3 separate regions of the Sus scrofa genome follow, and regions 1 and 3 are each linked to region 2. A link is a contact called in public Hi-C and HiChIP or PLAC-seq data. All regions are on one chromosome and are shown on one strand. Each heading gives the region's core, a stretch centred on a gene start, on an enhancer-like site or on the middle of the called end of the contact. The rest is flanking DNA. Distances are from core to core; before and after follow the strand shown.

What was found. Hi-C and Micro-C count contacts between places; a contact is called where the count stands out from the background. HiChIP or PLAC-seq counts read pairs in DNA pulled down with a chosen protein or histone mark.
Region 1: a contact with region 2 is called in an H3K27ac HiChIP or PLAC-seq map of alveolar macrophages. The contact joins the promoter of PARP16 here to the promoter of CLPX in region 2. A contact is called at or near these places in 4 of 5 promoter capture datasets (fetal liver, fetal skeletal muscle and liver), 7 of 47 Hi-C or Micro-C datasets (alveolar macrophages, embryonic fibroblasts, fibroblasts and 2 more) and 2 of 2 datasets of contacts at active chromatin or transcription factors (alveolar macrophages and skeletal muscle).
Region 3: a contact with region 2 is called in a Hi-C map of omental adipose tissue, with 1.7 times the contacts expected there. The contact joins the enhancer-like site here to the promoter of CLPX in region 2. A contact is called at or near these places in 4 of 5 promoter capture datasets (fetal liver, fetal skeletal muscle, liver and 1 more), 23 of 47 Hi-C or Micro-C datasets (adipose tissue, alveolar macrophages, brain and 13 more) and 2 of 2 datasets of contacts at active chromatin or transcription factors (alveolar macrophages and skeletal muscle).

What each region holds. Positions count from the first base shown.
Region 1 is chr1:163,317,969-163,321,838 of Sscrofa11.1, forward strand. PARP16 (mono [ADP-ribose] polymerase PARP16) reads right to left here and starts at 2,079. Exons shown (of 4, transcript XM_021100127.1): 1 at 1,257-2,079. The coding sequence starts at 1,430.
Region 2 is chr1:163,219,544-163,223,592 of Sscrofa11.1, forward strand. It overlaps CLPX (ATP-dependent Clp protease ATP-binding subunit clpX-like, mitochondrial), which reads right to left and starts at 2,524. Exons shown (of 14, transcript XM_021100084.1): 1 at 2,198-2,524. The coding sequence starts at 2,276.
Region 3 is chr1:163,290,385-163,294,342 of Sscrofa11.1, forward strand. It overlaps PARP16 (mono [ADP-ribose] polymerase PARP16), which reads right to left. Exons shown (of 4, transcript XM_021100127.1): 4 at 2,394-3,781. The coding sequence ends at 3,646. Among named protein-coding and RNA genes, the nearest start is that of PARP16, 28 kb to the right of the region's middle. Within about 2 kb of position 2,702, at least 13 of the 83 cell types and tissues checked have an H3K27ac peak or open chromatin away from gene starts, as enhancers often do. A contact at or near this core is called in adipose tissue, omental adipose tissue, retroperitoneal adipose tissue and 2 more, where this site is marked.

The DNA of each region.
Region 1 (3,870 bases), core at 829-3,328, 98 kb after region 2:
GAGTTGTGGTGTAGGTCACAGATGAGGCTCAGATCTGGCATGGCTGTGGCTGTGGCCAGCAGCTATAGCTCCAAGTTGATCCCTAGCCTGGGAACCTCCATATGCTGTGAGTACAGCCCCTTAAAAAAAAAAAAAAAAGAGAGAGAGAAAGAGAGATTTTCTAGGGAATTCCCTTGTGGTGCAGCAGATTAAGGATCTGTCATTTTCACTGTAGCAGCTCAGTCACTACTGTGGCAATGGGATTGATCCCTGGCCTGAGAAATTCTACATGCTGTGGGCATGGCTGGAAAAAAAAAAAAAAAAAAAGTGAGATTTTCTAAGGCTGAACGAATTTTTCATTTCTGTGATTAAACTCAATTTATTAATAAGGAGTTATTCTTTTTATATATTGCTGGTTTCAGGATCCTAATATTTTACAGAGGATTTCTATATTTATACTCTTGAGTCATATTGGCCAACAGTTCTCTTTTCCTGTATTATCCTTTCTAAGGATATTATCCTTCTTAAGGATAATACAGGAAAGGATATTATCTCATTAAATTTCAAGATTACACTAGCCAATTTTCAATACTCTGGAAGAATTTCTATAAAACTGGATTACTTATTCCCTCAGTGACTGATAGAACCCACCAATGAAACCAGGTAGTCCTGGAGTTCTAAGGGAAAATCTTTGACTACTACTTCAATGTCTTTAATAATTGTAGGTTTTGATCAATCAATTTGGTTAAGTTATATTCTTCTCGATAATTCCAAACATTTAGATTATAAAAATAACTGATACCTGGAATGCTGACCCTGAGGTGAACTCTGCAAGAAATTGAGTGCTTCGTGAATCATCAAGGAAATAACAGCTCACATGTATACTGTACATGTTATAATCTACAAAAGTACTGCGCATATATTACCTCATCTGAAGATGGAGGTCTGGGTGGCGTTGGTGACTTCTGGTGTCTCATAACTTGCAAAGGGATAACTAACTTCCGGTTGAGCAGAATCAGCTGACGCAAATCAACTCCCCATTACTGACCACACTAGGAAATTTTGGGGAAGCCTATGCAATTGCTGATTTCCTCACTTCACCCGGGGAGTCACTTGTATTAACAAGAGGAAGCAGCCACCTGGTGCTTTAGAAGTGTTCTTAACGCCTAGAAACCTTTCCCCAAGGAAAGTCTGGGGCTGGCACCTTCACTAACACGGATTCCAAGGGCAACGTGGTCTGGGACGCCCGGGTCAGCGCCGGGAAAAAGCACACTTACCAGGGCCTCAAAGTCCTTGCAGTCGTGGCGGGCGTAGGACGCAGGGAAAGGCCGCAGAACCGAGTCGCGCTTGTAGCTCTGCAGGGCCGAGGCGAAGAAGCTGCAGCGGAGGTCAGCGGCCAGCACGTCGCGGCCCGCCGCCTCCCTGACCGCCGCCCAGCCTGCGGGTTGCATCTCGGGTCGCCGCGCGTTGCCGGGAGAGACACGCCGGGTGGGGGCTAGGGCCGAGCCTGCGGTCAGCGCGGAGCTGGGCCCGTGGACAATGGGCTGGACCCGGCCCGGGGTTCACGGACTTGGGGTGAGCCAGGCAGAGGGATGAAGTGACGCGGGTGAGAACGTCCTGACCAGAGTCTCCTGCGGCGGACCGGCCAGTTGAGAAGAAGAACCGGCAGGGACCGCGGGTCGGCGCGGGGGTTGGGCCTGGGGATAATGGGGCCGGGCAGCCGGGAAATCCCAGGCCTGGGGGAGGGGCTATGACATGGGATGAGACGATAACGTACTGACACCTGCCTTCTGAAGGGACGTGGCGCGGGGAGCAGCCCCTGCGGGGACCGCGAGCCCCCTCCCCGTGCGGGGCCAGGCTGAGAGGCCGGCGCCGCGCTGACCCTCCTGCCCCGCCTACGACGGTCGCCGCCTAAGTCCCGGCGCTCTCCAGGCTGACCTCGGCGCTGCCTGCGTTCTGCCAGCGGTGCGCGGCGGCTCGCAGCGTGTCGCCTGCCCGTGGGACTCCCTCGCCCCAACACGTGCCCAGGCCTACCTGCCTGGCCCTCCCCTCTGCCTGGCGCCACCGGCGCCCTCGAGCTCCGCCCAGCCCAGGGAGGGCCCGCCCCCTCCCGAGCCCGCCTCCGCCACCTCCTCCGCGCAGTTTGTCTGCTGTCCCTCCGCAGGAGAGCCCTAGGCGCGAGGTGTGCGCCCCCTCGGAGGTGCCCTCGCCTGCTTGGGAACACCCTCAGGGAAGGTTGGAGTAAAAGCTAAGCCAGGCATTCTTTCCCTTGCCCTTGTCTCAGCTCAAGGCTGAGCCTGCTGGTCTTCTCTGGGGAATTGCTACCACCTACTGCCTAGGACTTGAATCGATTCTCTGAAAAACCGCTGTACAAGAGAAACTGAGCAGGGCCGTGTGGGCTCCTCCACACAAACTTTTCTGTGTCCCCCATTTTTTGGTTTCCATAAATAAGCTTCAGCTTCCATGACTTTCCCTGAGTTCTAAAGGGCAGGTTCAAACAGTAGCTAATCAGGGAAGTGAGGGGATGCAGAGACAGGTAAGAACAGTCAACTAGTGCAGCCTTGGGGCAGTGTCCAGGTTTCTCTTGAAGGAATATCCATTACAATATCTTTGAGTTCTTTTGCAGAACTAAAACCCCCAATAAGGGTGTTCCCACAGTAGCCCAATGGTCACAAACCCGACCAGTATCCAAGAGGACACAGGTTTGATTCCCGGCCTCACTCAGTGAGTGGGTTAAGGATCTGGTGTTGCTGTGAGCTGCGATGTAGGCCACAGACATGGTTTGCTGCAGCTGTGATTTAAGCCTGGGAACGTCCACATGCCGCTAGTGTGGCCCTAAAAGACCAAAGAAAAAACAAAAACACCCAACAAATGAAAATTAGAGAGGAGGATCACCAGTCCTGGGGCCACTAGATTTGAAGAATACAAGCTTGCATCTACCCTGAGCCTTACCTGTGGCCCTACCTTCTACTCCCAAACTATAAGCCCACTTCCTGTTCTCCCCCAAAGGAGGGCACAGCCTTTAGGGCATTAGCCTGCTGTGGCCTCCTTTGCCCAGCAAAGCAATAAAGCTATTTCTTTCTTTTTTTTTTTTTTTTGTCTTTTTGCCATTTCTTGGGCCGCTCCCGCAGCATATGGAGGTTCCCAGGCTAGGGGTCGAATCTGAGCTGTAGCTGCCAGAGCCACGGCAACGCGGGATCTGAGCCACGTCTGCGACCTACACCACAGCTCATGGCAATAGCCGGATCCTTAACCCACTGAGCAAGGGCAGGGGTCAAACCCGCAACTTCATGGCTCCTAGTCGGATTCGTTAACCACTGCGCCACGACGGGAACTCCCAATAAAGCTATTTCTTTCTCCTTTCTCATGTTTCTATTCAGCTCCAGTGGACTGAGGCCTGAGTTTTGGCAACAGAGGGAGCTATCTAACACTCAAGGCAAGTGATTCTCAAGAGTGCTGCTGTAATTCCCAAGGTCCCCCAGCTGAACTGCGTGAATCTGGGATCCTGAAAGCCAAATGACCTTTCCTCTGCTTTTCAGCCTCTAGAATTCTCTGCACTGCTCAAGTCTCTGACCTCTCAAACACAACTTGCCAAGAGCCTTTTTTGGGGTCCTAATACACACACACACACCCCTGGTGGAGCTCAGGGTGGAGACCAGGAGTGAGGCACTCTGAGCTCTGGGAAAACTGGAAGAGCAGGTCTTCAGATATTTTAGGAGATTTTATGAGCCCACTTCTTGCATCTCCTCATATCTAGAAAGACACTAAAACCCTTCATGGTGATGTCTGCTCCTCGTGACTAGTAGTAACTTTCATGAGACCAGCAGCAAACTTGGTAACATGTGTGCACGGCTGCACGCACCTTCCCCTTCCTCACATATATCTTGATAT
Region 2 (4,049 bases), core at 1,274-3,773:
GAGCTCATCAGGAAAAGAAAATAAAGCCAGTGTCTAGTACAATCTACCAAATAATCTGGGTTGGGGTTAGGGTAAAGGTACAATATACCAAATAACTTTTCAAACTACCCTATAAAATTTTTAAAGTCTAACATGACAGAAAAACCAGTAGAAATACAGAATAGCAGTATTTTATTCTTAACTCAAGTATAATTTCCAATTACAAGAGTATACTGATGAAATTATTTGTTTAAATTATGTGGCTGAAATACTTTGTTTATAAGAAACTAGCTAATGTTCAACTCTGATTTTTCTTTCACCTCTCTTCCTCTTTCCAGGAATCCTAAAATAAAAATAACCCTCCTGGAGGCTTTTAAGTCCTCAAAGAAAATATCTCTATACTGTTGTAGACTCATGCATACTTTCAGAGTTTCTACCATGGAAAGCAAACATTTTATATAATTAAGCCTTGGGAGAATCTTCAATCCAAGTGAAACCATTTGCTGTTTCACTATCATGTAAAAATACTAAATTCTATAATGATATTGTCATACAGAAATACTAAGTTCTATAATGTCTCATAGTCTAATCTACTCCTTTACAGTGAAAATTATGGTTTGGTATGTCTGAAAACTTCTAGTAAACTTACATTAACTGAAAAACAAATAGGTAATTCTTAAATAAGTCATTAACTTTTGTTGATTTACCTAATGATGGATTTAATTTTTTTTTTGTCTTTTTGTCTTTTTTGTCTTTTGTTGTTGTTGTTGTTGTTGTTGTTGCTGTTTCTTGGGCCGCTCCCACGGCATGGTTTTTTAAAGCAGCTGTTGTTTTGAAAAGAAAAAGAAAGATATAACTGCACACTTCCTATAATTTATAGTGTTCTGGGACAAGTGATGGAAAGAGATAAAGGACTTTGTCAAAGAAGCCATCCCTATCCATAGAGAACATACACATACCTTATACAGGCCCAGAAACAATATCATTGCCTACTTCACTGGATTTAAACTTGAAGGTGAGGACTTGTTCACTGTTCCATATCCATCAACAAAAGAGGGCCTTGGCCCATAGTAGGCCCTCTTCAGATTTGTCAAACAAATGAATTTAAATATATGTCACTTCCACTAAACTCAAATTCCTAGAATAGCGGCATCCACTTGTTCAGGTTTAACAGTCTCTTGGAACTAAATTCCCTCCTTTGGATTTATGTACCATTTTACAAAATGCTCCTGCCCACACATCATTTAATCCCTCTTTGTGAAATAAACGGTCAAAAAACAAACATTTAGTAAATGATAAGGACTTCGCAATTCAGCTAAAAATAGGAAAAGGGAGCATTTTGAAAATCCAGAGATCATAAGCTGATAATCCAGAACAAAATGAATTTGTCTACAAGTTAGTGGTTACAAGACCCAGCAGGACCTAGCCTCGTCTGATATTTATAGACTTGGGGAAGAGAAAAAATGGTTTCTTTTCCGGAAATCTCTTGGCCGGAGTGCCACTCTTTCACATCTCCCGATAAAGAGAAAAGAAAGGTAAACAAGAATCACCCTTAAAAACTACTTGGCACCGTCAAGTTCAGAAAATCCGCAAACAACTGCTGAGACACCTAAGTAGTTCAAAAACAATTTCTGCGGAATTTCCATCTCCTCGGGCTCTTTCCTGTGGGCCTTGAAAAGTACGGCGAGTCCCGTTTACGTCCCGGTGTGCGGGGCCACACAGCAACTGTGACACTGCCAGCCTCGCGCTGCCTGCGTCCCAGACCGCCGGCTCGGCCCCCCGCGGCAGCCCCTCACCTGAGCCCTTCCCGCAGTCCCCAACAGGCCCAAGGGGCACCCGGCCGGGCTCCGGAAGGGGAGCCGCAGCCAGGGCAAGCGGCAGTACCTGGCGGAGCTTTAAGTGGGGTCTGGGACACTTCAACGAACCGAGTATTTTGTGCCTGTAGCTCAGAGTTTCTGCGAAGTAGGCACATTCTGGCCCCAGTGTCAGAAGGCCTGAAAGCGGCCGTGAGGGGGAGCACAAGGGGCTCGCTTCAAAAGTAAGAAACAGCTGCTTCAGAGGTTGGCAGAGCCCCATCACACGGAAAGTGAGGGGTGCCAGGAGAAGGGCCGCGCACCCCCTCACACCCTCGGGATGGGATAGGCAAGCCTCCTGCCCTCCACCGGATCCTCACCGCCGGCGACTAGGCAAAGGGCTCGGGTCAGGACTACTTCGTTACCTCTTTGCGCGGAGGCGAGCGACGAGGTGATGAGCCGCGCGGCGGAGGCGCCGCAAGTACAAGCGCCACAGCCCGACATCTCCGCGCGGCTTAGGCCGGGGCTTCGCCCCTACTGCCCTCCGGCTCTCAGCGGTCGATGGCTACTCTCAAGGTTCGCTGGCTTGGCTCCGGAACCTCCTGCCGGCTCTAGGCCCAGTGCAGAGTCCACCCGCCTGAAAACAGGGCCTTCGCGCTCTTCATAACCCACTGCCTTCTACTCAATAGACACCTCGCCCCCCCCACAACTTCCCCCTCCTCCTCCCCCGGCCCCCCTCCCCGCCCCGCCTACGGGGTCCGAGGAGCGTGCGCGCGCCTGCGCCCTGGGCCTAGGGAGGGGGCGTGGGCACGCGTGTGCGTGCGTGAGACGCTGAGGTAGGGCGAGGGGAAGGGGGCGGTGACCTCAGCGCCAATGAGCGCGCTCCAGGAGACGTCCCACCCCAAGCAGGGAACTACAAGTCCCGGCACACAATTCTCTTTATCCTAGCGTTGAAAAGTTTGCGCTAGAAGCAGAGAAATGCATGCCGGGAGTAGTAGTCCCAACTCCTAGCAATAAACTGGTCATTTTCGACTGGTGGCTGGGTACGTCCAAGTGAGACCCGTGGCTTAGCCAGCCCCAGGAGGAGTTTTGAAAGCCGCCATTTCAGTAAGAGTCAATAAGTTCCTTACCCATCCACATCCTATGTTCCTTATCTTTTCCTTATCTTTAGATTACTCATTTGTAACATGGAAGTGGAGGTGTTTTTTACCAAGTTCCCAACTGTTGGAAGACCATTCTCTTCCCTTGTTTTTTTCAGGCCTAGTGGTGATAACTCTTCCAGCTGTTCTAGTCCCTGGGTGCTTTACACGCCTTTGTCAGTTCACTTAAACCTGACCACACCCTGGTAAAAACTGTTCTTTAATCTCTCTTCTGTTACCCTTGTTTGCATGCCTGGTTCCTCGCTGGATCTGTAAAGGAGATCAACCAGCTAGCTGACAAGGTGCAGGATGGTGACAAATGAATCAAACTCTCTTCTCATCTCGGTTGGCAACAGACTATTTACTCTGTATATAAAATTCTGATCAACTCGGAAGCCCAGAGAAATTGCTGAATGAGCTTGGAGACTTTTAGTTCTGAGCGGGTACAAGGCGGGCAGGGAAGGAGGGGCCCGGGAGAACGCAAGCCAACGTCAAGTTATTTAGCCTTTATCAATCTTGGATCAGAGAAATGTGGCTTCTAGTTCCCTGGGTCTGGCCATGAAAAGGGGTACTGGCCTTGGCTCCAGGCCACACATGTGTGTTTTTGTCTCTCCTGGAGCTGATTCCTGGTAACTTCCTCACCTTAAAGGGGCAGGGACCAAAAGAGAGCCCAGGTCTTACCTGCCATCATTAATAGAATTTTGAAGAAGAGAGACTCTGAAGTTCCTCCGGGAGTTACCGCTATGGCACAAGGGGATCGGCAGCGTCTCCAGAGCGCTGGGACACAGGTTCAATCCCCCGCCAGGCACAGACAGTGGGTTAAGGATCTGGTGTTGGCTCAGCTGCGGTGTAGGTGGCAGCATGGTTCTGATCCCTGGCCAGATTAAGGCAGAATAATAACTCAGGTAGTCAGTGTAGGAGCATGGGCCTCAATGCCTTCTTTGATATGGCTGTTGATTAACATTGTGGCTTAAGAGGTCCAGGGAGTAACCTCCCCACACGCCTTGTTTACTATAGGGAATGTACCTACACACCCAGGTAAACTGTGACTCAGTTTACGGGACAAAAAGGGCAAAGAAACAATGAGACTTACAGGAAATTTACACCCCTACAACCTCTACTGGACAAGGACTGATAT
Region 3 (3,958 bases), core at 1,452-3,951, 71 kb after region 2:
ATGGACTGGGAGTTTAGGGTTAGTAGATGTACTCTATCACACATTTAGATAAGCATTGAAGTCCTACTGTATAGCACAGGGAACTATACTCAATCTCTTGGGACAGATCATGAGAGAAAACAATATAAGAACAGGAAACGTAGGCATTCCCACTGTAATGCAACAGGATTGGCAGCATCTCTGGAGCACTGGGATGCAGGTTCAATCCCCGGCCCAGCACAGTGTGTTAAGAGTTCAGCATTCAGGAGTTCCCCTCGTGGCACAGTGTAAAAGAATCTGACTAGGAACCATGAGGTTGCGGGTTCAATCCCTAGCCTTGCTCAGTGGGTTAAGGATCCAGCGTTGCTGTGAGATTTGGTGTAGGTCACAGGTGTAGCTCGGATTCCTCATCATTATGGCTGTGGCATAGGCTGGCAGCTGTAGCTCCAATTGGACCCCTAGCCTGGGACTCTCCATATGCCACAGGTATGGCCCTAAAAAGACAAAAAAAAAAAAAAAAGAATCCAGCATTCACAACTGCAGCTCAGATCTGATTCCTGACCAAGAAACTCCACATGCCACAAGGCAGCAAAAAAAGAAAGAAAAAGGACAGTATATGTATATACATATAAATATGTGTGTGTGTATATGTATATATGTGTATATATGTATATACGTGTGTGTGTGTATATATATATGTATGACTGGGTCACTTTGCTGTACAGCAGAAATTGACATAACATTGTAAATCAACTATATTTCTGTTGTCTTTTTTAGGGCCGCACCTGAGGCATATGGAGGTTGCCAGGCTAGGGGGCGAATCAGAGCTGTAGCCGCCAGCCTGCTCCGAAGCCAAAGCAACAAGGGATCCAAGGTGGGTCTGCAACCTACACCACAGTTCACGGCAATGCTGGATCCTTAACCCACTGAGCAAGGGCAGGGATCGAACCTGAGTCCTCATGGATACCAGTTGGGTGTGTTAACCACTGAGCCACGGCAGGAACTCCTAAATCAATTATATTTTAATAAAAATAAAAATAATAAAATTTTTTTAAAATCCCAATGGCTGTTCCCAGCCCACCACTTTTAAAGTCTTCCATGATCTGGCCCCTGCACACTTTTTCAGCTCCATTTCTCACCACAGCCCCATCCTTTCTGACACTCCTACTTCTAGCTTCTCGAGAAAGAACTCTAGGTTTTTGCATGTGCTGTCTGCACTGCCTGAAATCCTCTTCCTCCATGATTGAGCCTAACACAGCTGGCTCTTTCAGATTTCAGCTGAACATCACCCTTCCTGGGAGCCCAGGGGGATGTACAGCACAGGAGTTATGAAACTGACACTGAAACCAGTCTGCGAGGTTCAACTCTCAGCTCGCCACTTCCTAGCCATGGAACCCTGGGCAAGCTGTTAAACTCTCTGGAACTTCACTTTTTCACCTGTTGTGAGGATTAAAGAAATCAGTACAAGTAAGGTGCCCTGTAGTGCTACATGTGTCACCCAGACCATGTGAAGATTCCTTGCCAAGTGTTTTCCAAAACTCCTTCACAATGCCATAGAATGCCAACCGCACTCCTGAGAATGTTTGTCCATTTACCCACCTTGCTAGATGGCCAATTCCATGAGGACAGGGGCAATCTGACCTGCTCCTGCTCCTATTTCCAGTGCCTGGCACACAGCAAGTGTGCACATTTGCTAAATCAATGACTAGAAACCCAGTGCCAGAGTTCCCATTGTGGTGCAGCAGAAACGAGTCCAACTCGTATCCATGAGGATGCAGGTTTGATCACTGGTCTTGCCCAGTGGGTCAGGGATCTGGCATTGCTGTGAGCTGTGGTGTAGGTCACAGACATGCTCGGATCTGGTGTTGCTGTACCTATGGTATAGACTGGCAGGTGCAGCTCTGATTTGACCCCTAGCCTGGGAACTTCCAAATGCCGAAGGTGCAGTCCAAAGAAGCAAAATAAGAAGAAGAAAGAAAGAAAGAAATCCAATGCCTACAGATATCGTGGGGAAATATGCTCTCTAGCAAACATCCACCTCAAACAAGGAAGGAAGGCAATGATAAGATTTTTTCAGGAGTTCCCGTCGTGGCGCAGTGGTTAACGAATCCGACTAGGAACCATGAGGTTGCGGGTTCGATCCCTGCCCTTGTTCAGTGGGTTAACGATCTGGCGTTGCCGTGAGCTGTGGCGTAGGTCACAGACGCGGCTCGAATCCTGCGTTGCTATGGCTCTGGCGTAGGCTGGCAGCTACAGCTCCAATTTGACCCCTAGCCTGGGAACCTCCACATGCCGCGGGAGCGGCTCAAGAAATGGCAAAAAGACAAAAAAAAAAAAAAAAAAAAAAAGATTTTTCAACCAGTGAATACATGGCAGCCTTGCGCTTGAGGCTAAAAGCAGTTCACAAAGACAACTTGGAAATTAGGAAAATACCTTTATTATTTCTGAAATGTTCCAATATTCAATGTAAAAACCATGATAGTGGCTTTTTCACAACTTTACAAATTATAGAAAAATGACTTTCCACCTTTACAGAAATCACCCAAATCACATAGGGTTCCATGACGGCTGACATGGTACAGGAAGGAGGGGCAGCAAACACAGCAGGTAGAACTGCAGCTCTCTGAGCAGCCTGAGGCTTTTCCCGCACGTGTAAAGCCAGGCCGAGTCCCAGAGACGCAGGCCTGTCTCAAAGGCCAGCCGCCCACAGAAGGCGTGCAGTGTGGCACCAAAGGCTGGCAAGCTGCAATCACGGCAGCTTTGTGAGAACGAGTGCAGGAGGCAGGCCTGCCGCTCAAATCCTCCTCCCTAAAACACGGCCAGGAAAGAGGCTGCAAACACGGGCCAAGTGGTGCTCTGGGTTTAGAAATTTCCCCTTTTACTCAGCTCACAAAGACGAATTTGTCAGAGTTGTGTTTTTTGTTTTGTTTTGCTTTTTTTAAAATCAGAAAACAAACATTTGGTTCCGTCTCAGCTGTCATCAGTAGTAGGTAATTTTTAGAGAGAGACAACTTGAGTTGCTCATTGTTTTTTATCAGGTTTCTGACTCCTTCCTTTCTCATCCATGGTCCGGGCAGAGGGGTTACAGCTGTAGCAGAAGGCTGTTTGTCGATGTGAGAAAACTGTGAAAGTGTTTTGCACTCACATACAAAGGCTGATGGAATTCAGAACGATCCCACCGATTTTTATGAGAAACATGACTGTTCCTCTTGGGTGTCTCAAGTCAAAACAAGGCAACAGCCTAGTGATTTATAGTCCCCACTACACATTTTCTGCCTTCCAGAAGGCATTAGAGAAAAGGCCAGTGTCCGCCAGAAGCGATTGTAAACACCCCACTGACAGCCTGGACACTTTGTTTTTAAATACGGCAGGACTTTCTCCTTTGGCCCTGGCAAAAAAAGCCAACTCCCTAAGACTGTTTAGGAAGAAGCAGAAGGAGATCTCCCCCCAAACCTGAGTGAGGGATCAGTGACCTCCATTGACTAGAGTGTGGCTGAGAGCATCATCAAAGGCAATGGATACATTTATGGCATGTGAAAACTGTCCTGTGGTTGGTCCCCAACCTGTCCCCAGGCTCAACCTGGCTGGACAAGGGGCACGGGAGGTTTGGAGCAAGTTACCGTAAGGCACATGGTTGAAATGGCCCCGACACCAAGCCCAGAAGGATTATCTCTTCGCGCGATTCCAAAAGTGTTGGAAAGCTGAGGAGTTGATGACACTCACTATGAGCAGCAGCAGCAGATACAGGGATATCATGACCGTAAACCAATGGCTGGAAACCCAGGAGAGCTGGCTTGAGGCCCTGCGTCAGGGGGAAAAAAGAGTGATGTTGGAACAAAGAGAAAAACATTTTTTCAAAGTGTATGCAACCACTTCTGGCTCAAAGAAGATGAAATGATGAATTTGAGCCATGAAATGAAGCTTTGTGCGTGCTCCTTCACTCAAAAAATCTGGGACTGTTTGCCCTGATGCTGACACG